Linked DNA regions of Hordeum vulgare: region 2 is linked to region 1. Evidence: chromatin contacts called from public Hi-C data. All regions are on one chromosome and are shown on one strand. Each heading gives the region's core, a stretch centred on a gene start, on an enhancer-like site or on the middle of the called end of the contact. The rest is flanking DNA. Distances are from core to core; before and after follow the strand shown.

The links. Hi-C and Micro-C count contacts between places; a contact is called where the count stands out from the background.
Region 2: a contact with region 1 is called in a Hi-C map of leaf, with 2.1 times the contacts expected there. The contact joins the enhancer-like site here to the promoter of LOC123427088 in region 1. A contact is called at or near these places in 3 of 6 Hi-C or Micro-C datasets (leaf and seedling).

What each region holds. Positions count from the first base shown.
Region 1 is chr2H:538,651,038-538,658,648 of MorexV3_pseudomolecules_assembly, forward strand. LOC123427088 reads left to right here and starts at 2,679. Exons shown (of 1, transcript XM_045111041.1): 1 at 2,679-5,069. The coding sequence starts at 2,961. The coding sequence ends at 4,931. LOC123427089 (phosphoglycolate phosphatase 1A, chloroplastic-like) reads right to left here. Exons shown (of 11, transcript XM_045111043.1): 3 at 7,586-7,611; 4 at 7,429-7,500; 5 at 7,242-7,313; 6 at 6,988-7,047; 7 at 6,857-6,909; 8 at 6,526-6,623; 9 at 6,276-6,375; 10 at 6,034-6,137; 11 at 5,672-5,944. The coding sequence ends at 5,838.
Region 2 is chr2H:538,750,914-538,758,524 of MorexV3_pseudomolecules_assembly, forward strand. No RefSeq gene overlaps it. Among protein-coding and RNA genes, the nearest start is that of LOC123427091, 58 kb to the right of the region's middle. Within about 2 kb of position 4,803, at least 1 of the 3 cell types and tissues checked has open chromatin away from gene starts, as enhancers often do. A contact at or near this core is called in leaf, where this site is marked.

The DNA of each region.
Region 1 (7,611 bases), core at 1,429-3,928:
AGAATGCAAGGAAGAGGGAAGAGGGGGGTTGTGCTATATATAGGCAGAGGACTTTAGTCCCGGTTTGAGACACAAATCGGGACTAAAGGTGACGCACATGCGGGCTGCCCACCGCGTAGCCCTTTAGTCCCGGTTTGAGACACGAATCGGGACTAAAGGCTCCTTACGGGCCGGGACTAAAGCCTCGAGGGAGGCATTGAGAATTGGGACGACGTGGCCGGGCCTTTAGTCCTGGCCTAGAGGCAGGCCGGACTAAAGGGTCCCGGCCAAAGGCCCGTTTTCCACTAGTGACCTAGGCAACGGTAGCAAGTGGGGGTGGTCTGGTGACTGGTTTCGCCATGGTCGCGAGATCCATGAGGGCGAGGGGATTCTCGCGACTAGGGTAGGGAAATTATCAGGAGGGGGTAGTCCATCGGGCCTCTCATGCATCGGGGAAAGAGTGGGTGAGGGTTAAGAGGAGCCATGCATAATCAGTTTGGGTTGTTTGTTGTTCACGTGTGGGTATGGATAGAGGTTTCTTTGTGCATCTCGCTTGAACCATCTTGAATAGAGAACATACACCCTATCCAAAAACCTAAAAATAAATGGAAAAAGTTTAAAATCATACGGATGATTTCTGCGAGAAATCATGCGTCGCCTACACGCGTTTCGGTGGGGGACCACACACCGTTTTCTACAGACATCCAAAGCCGCTCGTTCCTTTTGCCCTATCTCTTACGTTTGAGAGTCATGTCCTACCTCTCTCATTCTTCCGCCTCTCCGCCCAGATGTAACACCACGCGAGATGCACCGGCTACCGGTGCTGGACCTTGTCGCGCTCCCCATGTCACATCATCACGCGAGCGCGATCATCCTAGCAACAACATGCTGATCCATTGAAGCACCAGTCTGTGGCTCCTCGGGATGGATTTATGGAGCTCCTCTGTCATCGGGGTTGTTTCGCTCCAACCATCACACCGCGAGACTACGTCGGCACCGCGCCCACTCGTGCAATCCCGCCTTGCAGCACCCATGAGCACTGCTGTTGCGTTCATCGCCATGGCCGCAGCCGCCGCGCTTCGAGCCGGTGGTGCGGAGGCGCCCTTGCTGTAACAGGTGTTGATGAAGCGCCGTCATATTGCGAGGGGCACCATCGCCCGTGCTGCGAGGTCGACGTGTTTCTTTCTCGTGGTTGCAGCAGCTGTGCTGCTGCAAATCGAAGGGGGCAACGACGACCGGCAATGTAGCAAGGATGATCCTACACCGCCGGAGTTGCAATGGAGCAACGCAGGGCCGCCAGAAGCATAGCCGACGCTGAGTGGAGCTTCGTCGGAGTTGAAATGAAGTTTCGTCGGAGCAGTCGGTGCTGCAATGAAGCTTGGTCAGAGTTGGATCGAGCTCCGCGGGAGCCGTCGATGCTGCATTTGAGCTCCGACAGGGCTAGCTGGACGTCGCCGGTGCTGCGTTGGAGCTCTGTCAGGCTGCAAGGGTGTTGCTTCGAAGCTGCTCGTTGCTGTCGTGTTGTTGTTCTGATCCAATGGCTACCAGCGAGTTGATCGGATGGCTGGTTAGGCGATCATCGGGCTGATTTGTAGTTCTTCCCAGAATAAATTGATACAAAACTTTGGAAAACTGATTTGTAGTGTTTCCCAGAATAAATTGATATAGAACTTTGGAAAACGCTACGCGTCCGCCGGTTGATTTCTAAAAATTATTTGTGGCCTCCACAGCCGTTGGATGCCTGAGTTGATAGTCGGTTGTTCCATTCGATCTAGTGTCCGCGTCCCGCATGCTCAGTCGTTATTTCCCGCAATAAGCGGTGTGTTGCAGAAACTAGACACTCTTCTCCGGCCCTGGCAGAGCTGCGCCCCGCGCGGTGTCGCCGCCAACCCACAGCAAAATCAGCCCGTCGCTGACGTGCAGGAGCTAAACTGAAGTTTCTGCAACACTTTGCCCCGACCTCGATAGACCCGTGTCCAGCGTCATCTTGCAACGGCCACGCTGCAGAAACAACGGCCGCGTTACAGAAACTATTTCTGAAACAATGACTCCGTTGCAGAAACAATTCCTAAAACAACGGTCACGTTTCAGAAACAACGATCGCGTTGCAGAAACAACTACTTTGTCTTGTCATGATTCTTTTTTAAGAAAGGACTTGTTGCAAATTTTTCTTGTAACAGATCGTTTGTTTCGATCTGCATCTCGAAACATGTGTGAGTTAAAGAATAGGAGGAGGTCACGAAAACACTCCCTAGAAGTCTGATCTGAAATAGATCCGACGATGATGGAGGCGGTCAACGCGACAAAAAAAATCGGTCGACTGGACGAGAGTATTTTCCCAAAACTTTTGCCAAAATAAATTGAGTACTACTCCCTCCGTTCCTAAATATAAGTCTTTTAAGAATTTTCATTAGAAAACTATATACGGATGTATATAGACATACATTAGAGTATAGGTTCATTTATCCTGTTCCGTATGTACTTAAATAATGAAATATCTAAAAAGACTTATATTTAGAAACGGAGGGAGTAGTACAAAACTTTTGCCGTCATGTAACCTCCATACACCCACGTCCTTACCAAGTCCTTACCAAACACTCAAGCCATGTCGACCGACCGAAACGACCGTGCAAGCGGCGCCTGGAAAGGACCCGGCGCGCCCGGAGCAAAGATTGACAACTCGTAGGAGAAAACGGAAGAAAAAGAAAAGAAAAAGGAGTTCCAGAAAGAAATCTAGGGCAAGCCGCACGCACGCCACCCAAATTCCCGTAGTCCTGCGCGGCCATCCGCCGCCGCCGCCACCACCGGCGGCGAGTCTCAGCGGGGGGCAGAAGCGGCCTAGGAGCACCCCTTCGCCCCCCGAATCAGGCTCCTAGGGTCAGAATAAGGGGGAGAAGGGGCAAGTCAGCCCTCCCCGTTCGATCGGAAGCGACATCTCTCCCCGGAGGGTCGCCGGCGGAGCAACCGCTGATGCGGCGGCCATGGCGTCGGCGGTGCTCTCGTACATTCAAAACCTGTGGCCGCTCTCGGCTCTCCTGAAGGAGGACGACCTGGGCGCGTCCGCGCGGCTGGTGCGGACCCTCCCCGTGCCGGAGGAGACGAAGCAGTTCGTGTTCGCGATCCGGGAGCCCGAGACGCAGGGCTTGCTCTACATCCTCGCGGCGCAGAACCTCTCCGAGCAGTCCGCTTTGGACGCCGGCCATCTGATCAGGGCGGTGCGGCCCCGGGCCGTGATCACCCAGGTCGCGCACACAGAGGTCGAGGACGTTTTGATCGAGGAGCAGTGCCTGGCTGAAGGCGGAGCGGGCGGCGTGCCGGCGTCGCCGTTCCAGGTGATCAAGCGTTGCATCACGGAGAAGAAGAGCAAAGATCACTATGTGAAATCCGCTGCTTGCCAGGTCTTGCGGGAGATCTTTGGTGTCGGGTTCTACGGCCACCTATTGGCTGCCAAGAGAGCTGCGGAGGAGACAGAGTCACATTTTCTCTTGCTCGGCTCTCCGTATGAGAAGAATTGCAATGCCGGTGGATCGAGCAACGGAAATAGTACGGGCGATAACTCAGCTCAGCAATCGCAGACTAGCTGCTCTCTCCCTCAGAGTGCCATGGATGATAAATCTGGTCTCCAGTTACAGAGTAACTGCTTGCTCCCTAAGAGTGCCACTTCAGCAGTAAGCTCCCATGTCAGGAAGACATGCCTTGTGGATGATTATGGAGGACAGCTCATGAAGTCGCTAGCTCCAACTGCTAACTTGTTGTTGTCCCAAGCTATCTCTTCCTATGCTGTTGCGGAGTGCGGACTGTCAGAATGTAAGCCAGCCGACAGATACGAGCCTCCACTTTTTGCGCAGACTGTCTACCCTTTGCTCTCTGACCTTTATGGGATATTTGTTGAAATTCCCTCAATTGGGAAGGCTATGGCTTCTGCGCAGATGTTGCTCACTGAAGTTCACAAGGGGAAGCCAGTTTGCAGTGAAATGTTATCTGATGTCTATGTATTTGGAATTGCGATAGAGGCTCTCAGAATATGTTTAAACAATGCAGGAAGACGCCGCATTAATACTAGGGATAATCATAGTTTGGAGAAGTTGGATTTTGCAGAGCTCCCTTCTGAGGAAAAGTGCCACATTCTTCTTGTTCAAGCTCTCAGAAGTCAACTAAGGGAGTTTGGTTCTGTGGTAGCTATAGTTGATGCCAGCTGCTTAGCTGGAATAAGGCGTCACTGGAACACTCCTGTTCCTTCGGAGATCACACAATTAGCCGGCAGTTGCTTCAATCATTATGGCAACAAAAATGAGAGCGAAAATGAGAGTGATAACAACGAGGTGCCATTGGACAACACTGATAAAAAGAGCTGGATAGCTGAGAAGCCTGTGGTCGCAGTTGGTGCGGGAGGAACAGCTATTCTTGGTTTTTCATCTTTGTCAAAAACTATCCAGGTATCTGCCATTCTTAAGTTGGCTCCTTATAAAACTCCAGTGATATTAAAGTATGGCTTAATGCAGCTGCAAAGGCATGCCGGCATTGTATTAAGCAAGCTCCTCTCTCATGGCGTGGTTAGTGCTGGTTCGAAGTCATCTGCTTTACAATTCACAGCTTCAGCAGAGAAGATTCGGGCCGTGACACACACTGTAATATCATCTGTAGAGAGAACTAGCTTGTTGGCGATGCGGACGTCGTTCTATGAAATAATGCAAAAGAGGCAGAAGCACAACCGACCTTTCCGAACAGCTCCTTGGGCAACATTTGGTTTTAGCTTGGTTGCATGTGCTGGCCTCCTGAAGCATGGAGATGGGATCGAGTGTGCTGCCGAGGCCGCACCTTCTGTTCCCATGATTGCCTCCCTGGGCCGTGGTCTTGAGAGCTTGCGTGTCACATCAGAGGAAACGAGGCAAACAAGGAGCCAAAATGTGAAGGAAGCTTTGCTAACATTGTTGCGCAGCTTAAAGAAATGAGAAAAGCAAAGCCACAATAATGTACAACTGAAACTGTATAGATTTTATCATGCAATTTTGTCATTAGAGCGAAGCTTTCATACCACCTGTACAGTACATGTTTCTTGTTCTTACTGATATAATGAAATTCTCATGGTATGCTACCGTGTACACTTCTTGCTTGAGCTTAGAGAGCATGGGAACCAGATTGGATCATTTGTGTTTGATCTTCTGTACATAAAAGTACAGAGCATACACATAATTTGATGTTCTATGTTTTAGTAATTTATTGGTTCCCAGTAAGATTACCTGGTACAAGATCTGAGTGAAACACTTTGTTGCTAGTATTGTTAGAGGTAATACACAAACAGTAATGCTTCTCTTCTGGAATATTTTCTCATGAGCAACATAAGGGTTGGTGATGCAATTTATTTTTTTCTTCTGGGATCATATTTACCTTCTACTCCCTCCGTTCCTAAATATAAGTCTTTTTAGAGTTTTTACTAAGGGACTACATACGGATGTATATAGACATTTTAGAGTATAGATTAACTCATTTTGCTCCGTATGTAGTCACTTAGTGAAATTTCTTGAAAGACATATATTTAGGAACGGAGGGAGTATATGTCTTGTGCTTAGCCAACATTTCTGATCTCCCCTTTTTATTCTCTGGGCTTGCATTTCGAGATTAACCAGGCATATTTTGATTGCCATAGATGTTTTGTTTATTCATTGTTAATCTTGAGCCAAGGAAAAGTAGGTAGCAGCATCAAGTTGATATGCATTTAATGATGTACATACTTGCATTTAAACATCTGTCTCGCGATTACAAATCAATGTGAAAGAAAACCATCCCGGGTGATCTCTTAGTTGCTATACAAAAGTAACGGCCCTCCCCCAGCTAAAGCAGTACATTCACATTTCTGTTCATACTGCTGCTGTTTTAAGGGTGAGAAAATCAGAAATTTGGTTTGTGTAGAAATCTGGCTGGATCGTGTTGTCGGGGCTCTGAAGCATCTGCACGGAAGTCACACCTGCAGAAGGCAGCCGACCAAGGTTAATGCCGATGAGAATTCAGCACACCATGCACTGGAGTTCAGGGTGAATAGTATGATCAAGATACCTGAAAGAACCAGGAGAGTTTTGCAGCCTCCATTTTGCCCAAATAGAACGTCAGTATCCAAACGGTCACCTACCATGCATATCTGAGATGTTGTGATTCCAAACCTGCCACCAAAATGAAGAAAGGTGAAACATCTCAAAACTATTCTTAGGCATCAGCTTTTGCTTCACACATTCTTCCTTGCAGAGTTCTGGAAACGGATTCATGGAGCTGGATTGCTGCTGAGACAGTTAGCCTCTTACTTCTTTGCCAGGTAGTCCATCATGAATGTCGACGGCTTCCCGACGACGAGCGGTTCTTGTTTGGTTGAACCAAGAACAGCACCGACCATCGACCCGCCACCTGGGCCAAGGCAAATGTTCATGATTTGAGCAAGGGACGGTGGTATGTATCCTTCGAAGTATCAGTATGTATAAAGAGTTCTTTTTAGCTGGCATATATAAAGAGTTCTTTTTAGCTGGCATATATAAAGAGTTGGAATGGCCGACTAACCTGCCCACTCCTGGGCATCAGTGAGATGGGTGACAGCGTCCCTGTTTGTTGCAATGAAAAGGCACCCAGGATTCTCACGTATGCAGAGTGTCCCGTACCTTACGAAGTAGATTAGCGATAAGTTTACATATGTGGAACTGGTAACACCAAACTTTTGTAGATTACGAAGAGCTAGCATGTGATCTTGCTTCTACACGTGTTTAATCAAATGAGTGTGTTTTCAGTGTGTCTTAATTGAATCATTTATATCCAACCTTATTTTCATTGTCTGTTTTGTTGTCTAAGTTTATTATTTCTAAGGCGAGAGAGGAGAGAACGAGGATTTACTTACTGAACTTTGTAGTAGTTAAAATAGCGATCAAATCCCACTACAACTGCTCCAACCTGTGTAAATCCATTTTATTACTGCAGTGGTGCCACTTCGTAACTCAAGATCAGAAGAGGAAGTTTGATTATACTTACATCTTTGTCATGCTCCATGTAGAAGCCAGGCTTCAGCTCTATCTTCTTGTCACCGTCTGTCTGCAAGAGCACGGGGATACAATCTAAGTCGTGTAAGTTTGTCCAAACTCTCGTCCACTCAGCTGATGCTGATTAGCATGCAACATTGGCTAAACCACCTACTACTATAATAACATGCTAAAACGAAAACATGATCTTGGTCTGTTAAATAATCATGAATATCACAGAGAAAGGAGTCACTCTTTGTTACATACAGGTCCGCCGAGGTACTGAAAGCCAGCCAGCTCGAGCTCCTTGAGGATCCCTTCCTCTCCAATCACGTAAACCTGGACCATAGAAATACTTAACCCTGCTCTTGATTTTTTGGTGCTAAATCATGTGTGCCAATGCAATACAATGCAATGCAGCCAGATTTTCTAATGATGTTGACTGATGTACTACCTTCTTGTCTTTGGGGAAATCGATGGACTCCAGGTATGCGGCAGCTGCGAAGGACGAAGCAAATATCTCTTCCTGCACATTGACCGGCCATGCCTCGTCAAGTCAATTAGCAGGAGCATAAATTGTCAAGGGAGACAGCAGTTGATGACAGGCATACCTCGTTGACACTGAGCCCGAGCGTCT
Region 2 (7,611 bases), core at 3,553-6,052, 100 kb after region 1:
AGATCAAAAGAATTGGAGACAAGTACAAATAAAAATATTGAATTGCTTTTTTTACGGAAAAAAAATAAAAATATTGAATTGCTTGGTTTTGAAAGTGTATGGAGATGGAACCAAGTGAAGGAGACACGCTACTTTTTGGGGGGCAAGGAGACACACTACTGGATTGGGGATACGGCCAGGTCAGTAAAGAAACATAGATTCCCTAAAAAATAGTAGAAAAACATAGATGCACTATAACGCACAGAAACACATGACAACAAAGCACCTGAATGCAAACGGCCTAATGTGCCGCGCTTTACCGATCATCAAAACAAATGCAAGTGTTATAGACCCGACTCGGACTTTGCTAAATGTCAGTAAACTGAGATTTAGCAAATCCCAAAAGCATAACATTGATTATACGATGGATGGCATCGTGCAGAATGCCTCAAATGTGGACTTGATACCCTTTTAGACATATGTTGTAGACGACTTAGTGGAGAGACAAAATTCCTATTTTATAAACTATTTACATCTTTAAAGCAACTTTAATGGAGCGATCCATTTCATCCGCGGTCATTCGTTTGGATTCATACGAACAAAAGTAATGGCCCAACATGCGGACCCATTGCTAAAACGCGCTCGCTTCGCATCCTTGCCGACCCATTTTCGGCTCAAATTTGGGATTGAAATGAGTCGGCGCGGACGCGAAGCGGACGCGCGCGTATTCTCGGTGTCCGCATGTGACCGGCCTGACCCACTTGTCACACAGCCACCCAGCCATATATGTCTGTTTATTTAATTTGTTGGCCCGCCTCCTCCCACATTTCTTCCGTTATTATATTGCCATAGTATCGTTGTCCGGTTGCTTTTCGTTGGATGCATATGTTGATCCATTTAAAAAAACCGAATACGAACAGATCGACGGACGACCCAAACAAACGAAAACAGAACAAAATCGCCGTCTGTTTGAATCAGTCCATTAAAATTGCTCTTACATATTTGATAAAGTTAGCCTAGTTCGTCCTTACTTTCCCATCCAACAAAACGACTCATAGTCATTTCATGTCCAGTAGACTATTAAAAAGCATAACATGAGTCTTTTATAATTCACCCCCTCGTTTGAGAGCTTCCACTTCTCATAGTTGTGGCCTAAGCTTATTTGAAGCCTAGTCTAAAAAACCGAACCGGACTGGCGGTCGGGCTGGATAAACCAAAACCGGCAGCTTTATCGGGCTTTTAAATTAATAATACCGTACTGCAATCAGACCAAAGAAAACCGATCAAACCGACTGGTTTTTTAGAAAACCGGTGAAAAATCGGGTCATTAAACCAAAAAAAACAAGAAAATATTTTAATACAAATTGAGAGACGTGAGATTCGATCTCAGGTTGTGTGAGCAATATGCGAGGCCTGCCCACAATTCTATAACCATCTCGGTTGTGCTACTTTTTATTCACTATATAAAAAAATTATTTGATCATTGTTTCACACCATATTAGCACATATATTACTTAACATTTATTTATTTTTCCTTTAAAAACCGACAAGCGTACCAATGAACCGGCGGTCCGACTAGTAAAAACCTGAACCGACAACATTTTCGATTCGATTTCCGGTTCGCTGCTTTTTTAAACTATGATTTGAGGTGATCTCTCTCATCTAAGCTCCCCCACCCCACCGCAAAATTCCTAGTAGTCCTCAAGAAAGATTATGTTGTCATCAATGGCTCTTTCACATAAAGCGGAGTTCCACACAAGCTCAAGGATACACCCTTCTCCTTGGCGATCATATTTGATTAACGAACAATCTTGTCTAACAGTTCAAGTATACAAATATACGATGACGGGCTGAGCGTTCGGTATAAACCGAAATTTCGGTTTCTACTGTTCGGTATTTTTTGAAATTCGGTTAGGAAAACAAAAAACCGAAAATTATAACTAAAAACAGCTAACCGAAAATTCGGTTAACCGATTATTTCGATTCGGTCTTCGGTTTATACCAAAAACACGGCGTCTACGTAATTGTGATCAAACTGCAGCAGCGGCAGGCCTATTATATAGCCCAAAATCCCACCCTTAACTTCTCAACTAGGCGAGGTGGGACTAATGTAGCGAGAAGTCCCTCGTGGCTGTTGCATGCTCGCACGCACGAGCACATAGGGCAAAAAACAGCTCACGTGGAGTTGGGCCTTCAATCATTTTGCATGTGCTGGATTAGGGTCCACATCGTATCACACGCGGAGGCAGCAGCCTGGTAGTTTCCTGGCGCTAGCGACACGGGATTTGGTACAGCCTCGCTTTGCACTGCTTGCTTACGTCTATTGGGTGTTCGTTCGGTTAACCGGGATAAACACCGAACCGAACAAATTGTGTTCGGTTAGTGAACTTCAAAACCGAATTTTTCCGTGACCGTATAAAAAACCAAAAATTCAGTTTATTCGGTTTCGGCATCGGTTCGGTTTTCGGTTCGTCGGTTTTTATGCCCACCCTGAGATGACCCATCACGCGGTTGTATTAACCTTGTTGTCATGAGTTTTGCTTCCATACGCCCTTCATACAACAACTTACATATTTTGATGCAGATCAAATGTAAAGACTATAAGATAGCCCTTCAATAAAAAATATTAGATTATTTTAATATCTTGTTTGATGCGTTGGGAAAATAGATATTCCGAAAAGATAACGTCCATGCGTGTAGGTGTTTTCCAAACCGTTCACACGCATGGATTGCCATCCGTTTGTGGTTGCACGAATCTTGTCAATTTTTGTGAGATTTTTTATGCCACGTAGGAAGGGGCTGGTGTGTGGACGTTTATCAGTTCGTCCACACGCATGTTTCGTGCACGCAGAGCTCACGACTGCCAACCCGACGTGTGATGGAACTGGCGTCGCGCGCATCGTCCGCGTGTCGTGCGTGCATGCGTGTCACTTGTCATGTCTTTCCGGTGTTATATGGCAACTGAGTGGAACTATCGTGCCCGCATGCGTGTCAGTTGACATGTCTTCCTAGTGTTACATGATAACTGCGTGAAACTGCCGTGCGTGCATGCGTGTCACTTGTCATGTCTTCCCAGTGTTACATGGCAACTAAGTGGAACTGTCGTCGCGCGCCCACACGCGTGTGAGTTGTCATGTATTTTCTAGTGTTACATGGCAACTGAGTGGAACTGCTGTCGCGCGTCCACATGCACGTACGTCTGTCAATCGTCATGTCTTTCTAGTGTAACATGGCAATGCAGTAGTTTAGACATGACGACTGCAGTTGAGCAGTCATGGCAACTGTAGTTGTCCAGACATGCCAATTGCAATTAAACAAACAGTTCTCACGGTTCAGCAACCATGACAAGTGTCACGCGGGGGCTTGCGGGGCCGCGAGGTGACAGGCCAGATGTGCGGGTCGCGAGGCAGAAGGTCGGATGCGTGTGCGTTAGATGTTTTGTCCAAACGTAGACGTGTGAGTTGTTTTTTTTGCACACCACACGAGATATGTGAGAAGACTTTTTTAACGCCCACATGTGTGGGCAATATCAGGACCCTAGATATTAGAATTAGTTAATCGTGAACGCGTGAAAGTGCTCATCTTATAAATAAATTGAAGATTCGTGCAAACTTTTAAGGGATTTTGCAAAAACGACGCTAGCTCGCACCAAAGCACACGTTGACCTTACCAACGATCAATATTTACCCCTCTCTTACATTCTTTTCCTTCGAGCGAATCTTATGCTCCTCTTTACTTCATTGATTGCAATTGCCAACATGATTCCAACCTGCCTCTATGGGAATCACCTAGCTGGGACCTGAGAGACATGTATTCCAACACGTTCTTTCTGGTCTTGGGTCTAGCAAAATGTTTTTTTTTTTTTTGAAATGGGCTAGCAAAATGCTTGGACGGGAGAACAACGGGTAACTTATACAATCCCGTTTGATTTTCTTTATTTACAATTACATACAGATCCCCCAATTTTCTGTCTAGATGAAACGTTCTTTGTCTTCATCATTTCCTGTATGTATTTAACGGGTACATCCAGGATCATCTTACTTGAGAAATACAGTACGTGACACCTGATGCGTTGCGTGTCAGGCGCCGCGCAACGACCAGGGTCGTGGCCTCATGGGCTGCGGCACCCGCCGCTCTATCCGCTCCTGTGATCATCCGCAGAGACCTTTTCGGATAGCCGTTTGGCTGCGTTGTGGAGAGGGAGATATCAGGTTATGGACGTGCGTAGGGATGCTTTGAGCCTTGACCCCCGAGCAGAAACAGCCGGCTCGTGGATGGATCCGATGACAGCGGCCAGAGCGGAGCGACACGACCATCTTCCACGCCGCTATCAACTTGAAGAGAAGAGATATGGTGCGCACCAGGTAACGCATGAGCGATGTGCAGCCGATGTCGTCTTCAAGCTTCAATGGCGCGTGGCGCCAAGGGCAGGCTCCGTGCTGCCACCAATTCAGCCGAGGATCAACTCTGAAACAAGAAAGGCTGCTAAATTTGATATAAAAAAAGGCTGCTAAAACCAACGTTTTTCGCCGTTTTTACATTGCCATCGGCTGGTTGTTGGCCTCCACAGAAAACTAGTATTGTTTATCGCGTCTTCACGACGGTGTTGTAGACGTTTTTTTTCGTCTTCTTCTTTAGGGATGACTCCTTTACAAGTGCAGATCTTTGCGCAGGACATAATCGCCATCTCAATTATGCGTTCCGTTACAGAAAGTACCGCAGACTACTCTAGCACGCGTCTTAAACTAAATATAACAACTCCCCTTTAAGCGATGCCCACTCGCTGATTATGCTCAAGCTAGCTCCGCCGCTGCTTCGCAGATGCTTCGACGCCAAAAGCAAGCCGATATGATTCGCGGAATTTGTACCCGCGTGGCTCCTCAGTGCTCCCTGCACAGGGGGTCAAAAATAGCTGTGAGAGCGAAAGAAGAGAATCATACATTATATCCCATGGACCATTGAAGAAGAATAGGGTCAAACTATCAACCACCCACCCAGAGTCATGGAATCGCCGGAGTGTTTCCTTCACGTAGAATCACATCAGATTGTGAGTGTCTAACTCCCAGGTGCAGTGGTCGCCGGCGCCAGGAAAGGCGCCGGACATGGCCGGAGAAGCCTGTCAATTGTGAGGGGGGAGACTGGAGGGAAGTCATTAGGCACAGTAACTTTTGTTTGGTGGGATGACGGTTTTGTTTCTTCGTACAGGATTAAGATGTATATTGCCACCTCAATCGATCGTGCTATCCAAGGTCACAGGTGCACTGTGCGGCTGTGCTATTCAGACGTGCGAATCCTGGTACGGGAATGACAGGTGGAATCAAGCCTCAGACCTGACGACCTGAAGACTTCTGGTGGTTGTAGTGATCATTTATGAAGCAATGTAAATCCGGCAAGACACAGGTTAATGCCGACGAGGCAATGGTTTCAATGCCGCGGAGTCCTCCGATAGCCGGTTTCTCCCAGTACCGAGCTTAAAATTTCATGTGGAGACTTGGTACTTGCAAAGTTGCTGGTGGCTCCCGCGCCACTCCCGCGACGGCCCGAAAGGAAACCCTAGCTATTGCCGCCAGTCTCCCCTCCCCCCTTCCCTCGCCACCGTCGGATGGCGTCGCCGCGCAAAGCCCGTGCGGCGTCGGAAATGACGGGGCCATTTTCGTCGGTCTCGAGCCGTGGGATGGACATGGCGGGATGCTATTCTTAGGCAGATGTGAGGACTTGCGCGGCGGCGTGTGTCGATAGCGTCGAAGTTGGCGCACGGTTGGCCCGTGACGACGCTCTGATGGAGGTGGCTCGGGTTGTGGGGGCATTCCGCCCAAATCTCGGCTCCTCGCATGCGGCTGGGCGCGAGGTGGGAGCGAAAGATGTTGGTCGGGTCGGGGGCTTGGTGCGCCGGCGATGGCTCGCGGGGAGGTTTTGCCTGCTGTCGTGGTTTTGTCATGGCAGATGATGTGCTGTCGGGATGTGCAGCGCCATTGTCATGCGTGGATCTGGCACGGGCGGGAGCCGACGACGCGGGGTTGTGCGGATCTGGTGCAGTCGCCGTCGCGCGAGGCGGAGGGGAGGTGTGTGACAGAGCGTGCACACGTGGCTTGTTGTTGCAGCGAGCCCACTTGGAGGTGGTGGCCGGATGCAGCGTTTGGCGACGGATCCGGCTCAGGAAAGTGCGGCGAGCGGATTGCTATGAGGATCTGGCGCGGGGCGGCACATGGTGCCTGTGGCCGGCTCGCGGCCGCGGGCGACGATGGCAGGGCAAAGACGGTCGTTGTGATGGGCGTGACGTGATGGCTAGGCGGCTGGTGGTGCCCGGACACCATTTGGTGGAGCAGGGAGGCTCCGGCCGCAGTTGGATGCGGGGTGCAGGACCTGTTCTGGTCTCTGCAGGCTCGTCGTAGAGGAGGCTTGCTGGTGGCCCTGCAAAGTGTTAGCGCGCTTGTTGTTCGGGGGGTGCGCGGTTGATTGGAGGCACGGGTCGACCTCGGTCTGCTGCGTGGGAGTGGCTACCTCGGGTGAAAGCCTAACCGGTGCTGGCCGGCCGGCGATGACAGCGCCCGTGGGCGTCGTTTATCCTTCTTGGAGGCATCGTCGGGAATTTCACAGCCTTTGCTCCCGGACCAATTTCTTTGGGTGAAAGCCCAGATCCTGTTGTAGGGTCACGCGGTGGCGCCGTTTTCAACAACGTTCCCCTCTTAAGACGTCGTCTTGAAGACTTTGATCACTGTGGTGCTTCCTACGACTGAACACGCACAGGGGCTTCTCTGGCAAGGATGACGGTGATGAGCAATGTCAGAGACGTGGTCTTGGTCGTGGTAGTCGGCTCTGCTTCTCCGGCGTGTCCGTGGGTGTGCCTCGATTGTGTGTTGCTAAGGAGTTGAAGCCATGGTGGGGCGCTGGTGATATACGATGACGCGTGACATGTGGTTCGTTCGGTGATCCTCCGTGATGCCAACCTAACCTAATTTCCTTTATAGTTTATCATCGAAGTCTGGAGGTGCGCTGTCTAGCTTAGTTTGTATGAAGTATTGTGATGAAGCACACAGGTGCTATTTAAGTAAACGACAATCTCAAATGTACTAGCACCTGTCTATTTCTTGGTACGGATGACACGGGAGTAACATGGCGGTCCTCTATCCTCACGGCCTCACCCACTCTTTCCACATCACGAATATCTGGTGTGACTCACAAATGTCTATTGTGCCACGCATTTTAGTCACAAGTGCCATGGGCTGTTCATGACCCTCCGTATTGCGTCCAAACAGGCACACACGTCACCACGTTTGACCGAAATCCACACGCAATGCACGTGTGAGTGTTCTTTTTAACACAAGACTTACCAACGCCCATTTACAAGATTTGCGTTGAACAATATCCGAAAGCATCAGAGACGGCTCTTTTCAAGATCGTTTCCATACGTGAAAAGAACCAGAAATAAACGTTCTATTTGCAACTAGGACTAAACTACATACTGGCATACCATATGGTTTCCATAGTGGAATTTATATTCTTTTCAAGAATACAGGCATACCATATCTTTATAAAAAAAGAGCAAATAGATTACTCCCTCCATCCACGTGCATAGGGCGTCTTAGAGAAAGCTCTACGATTTAGACGGGTAAAAATTGGACGAGACGGTTG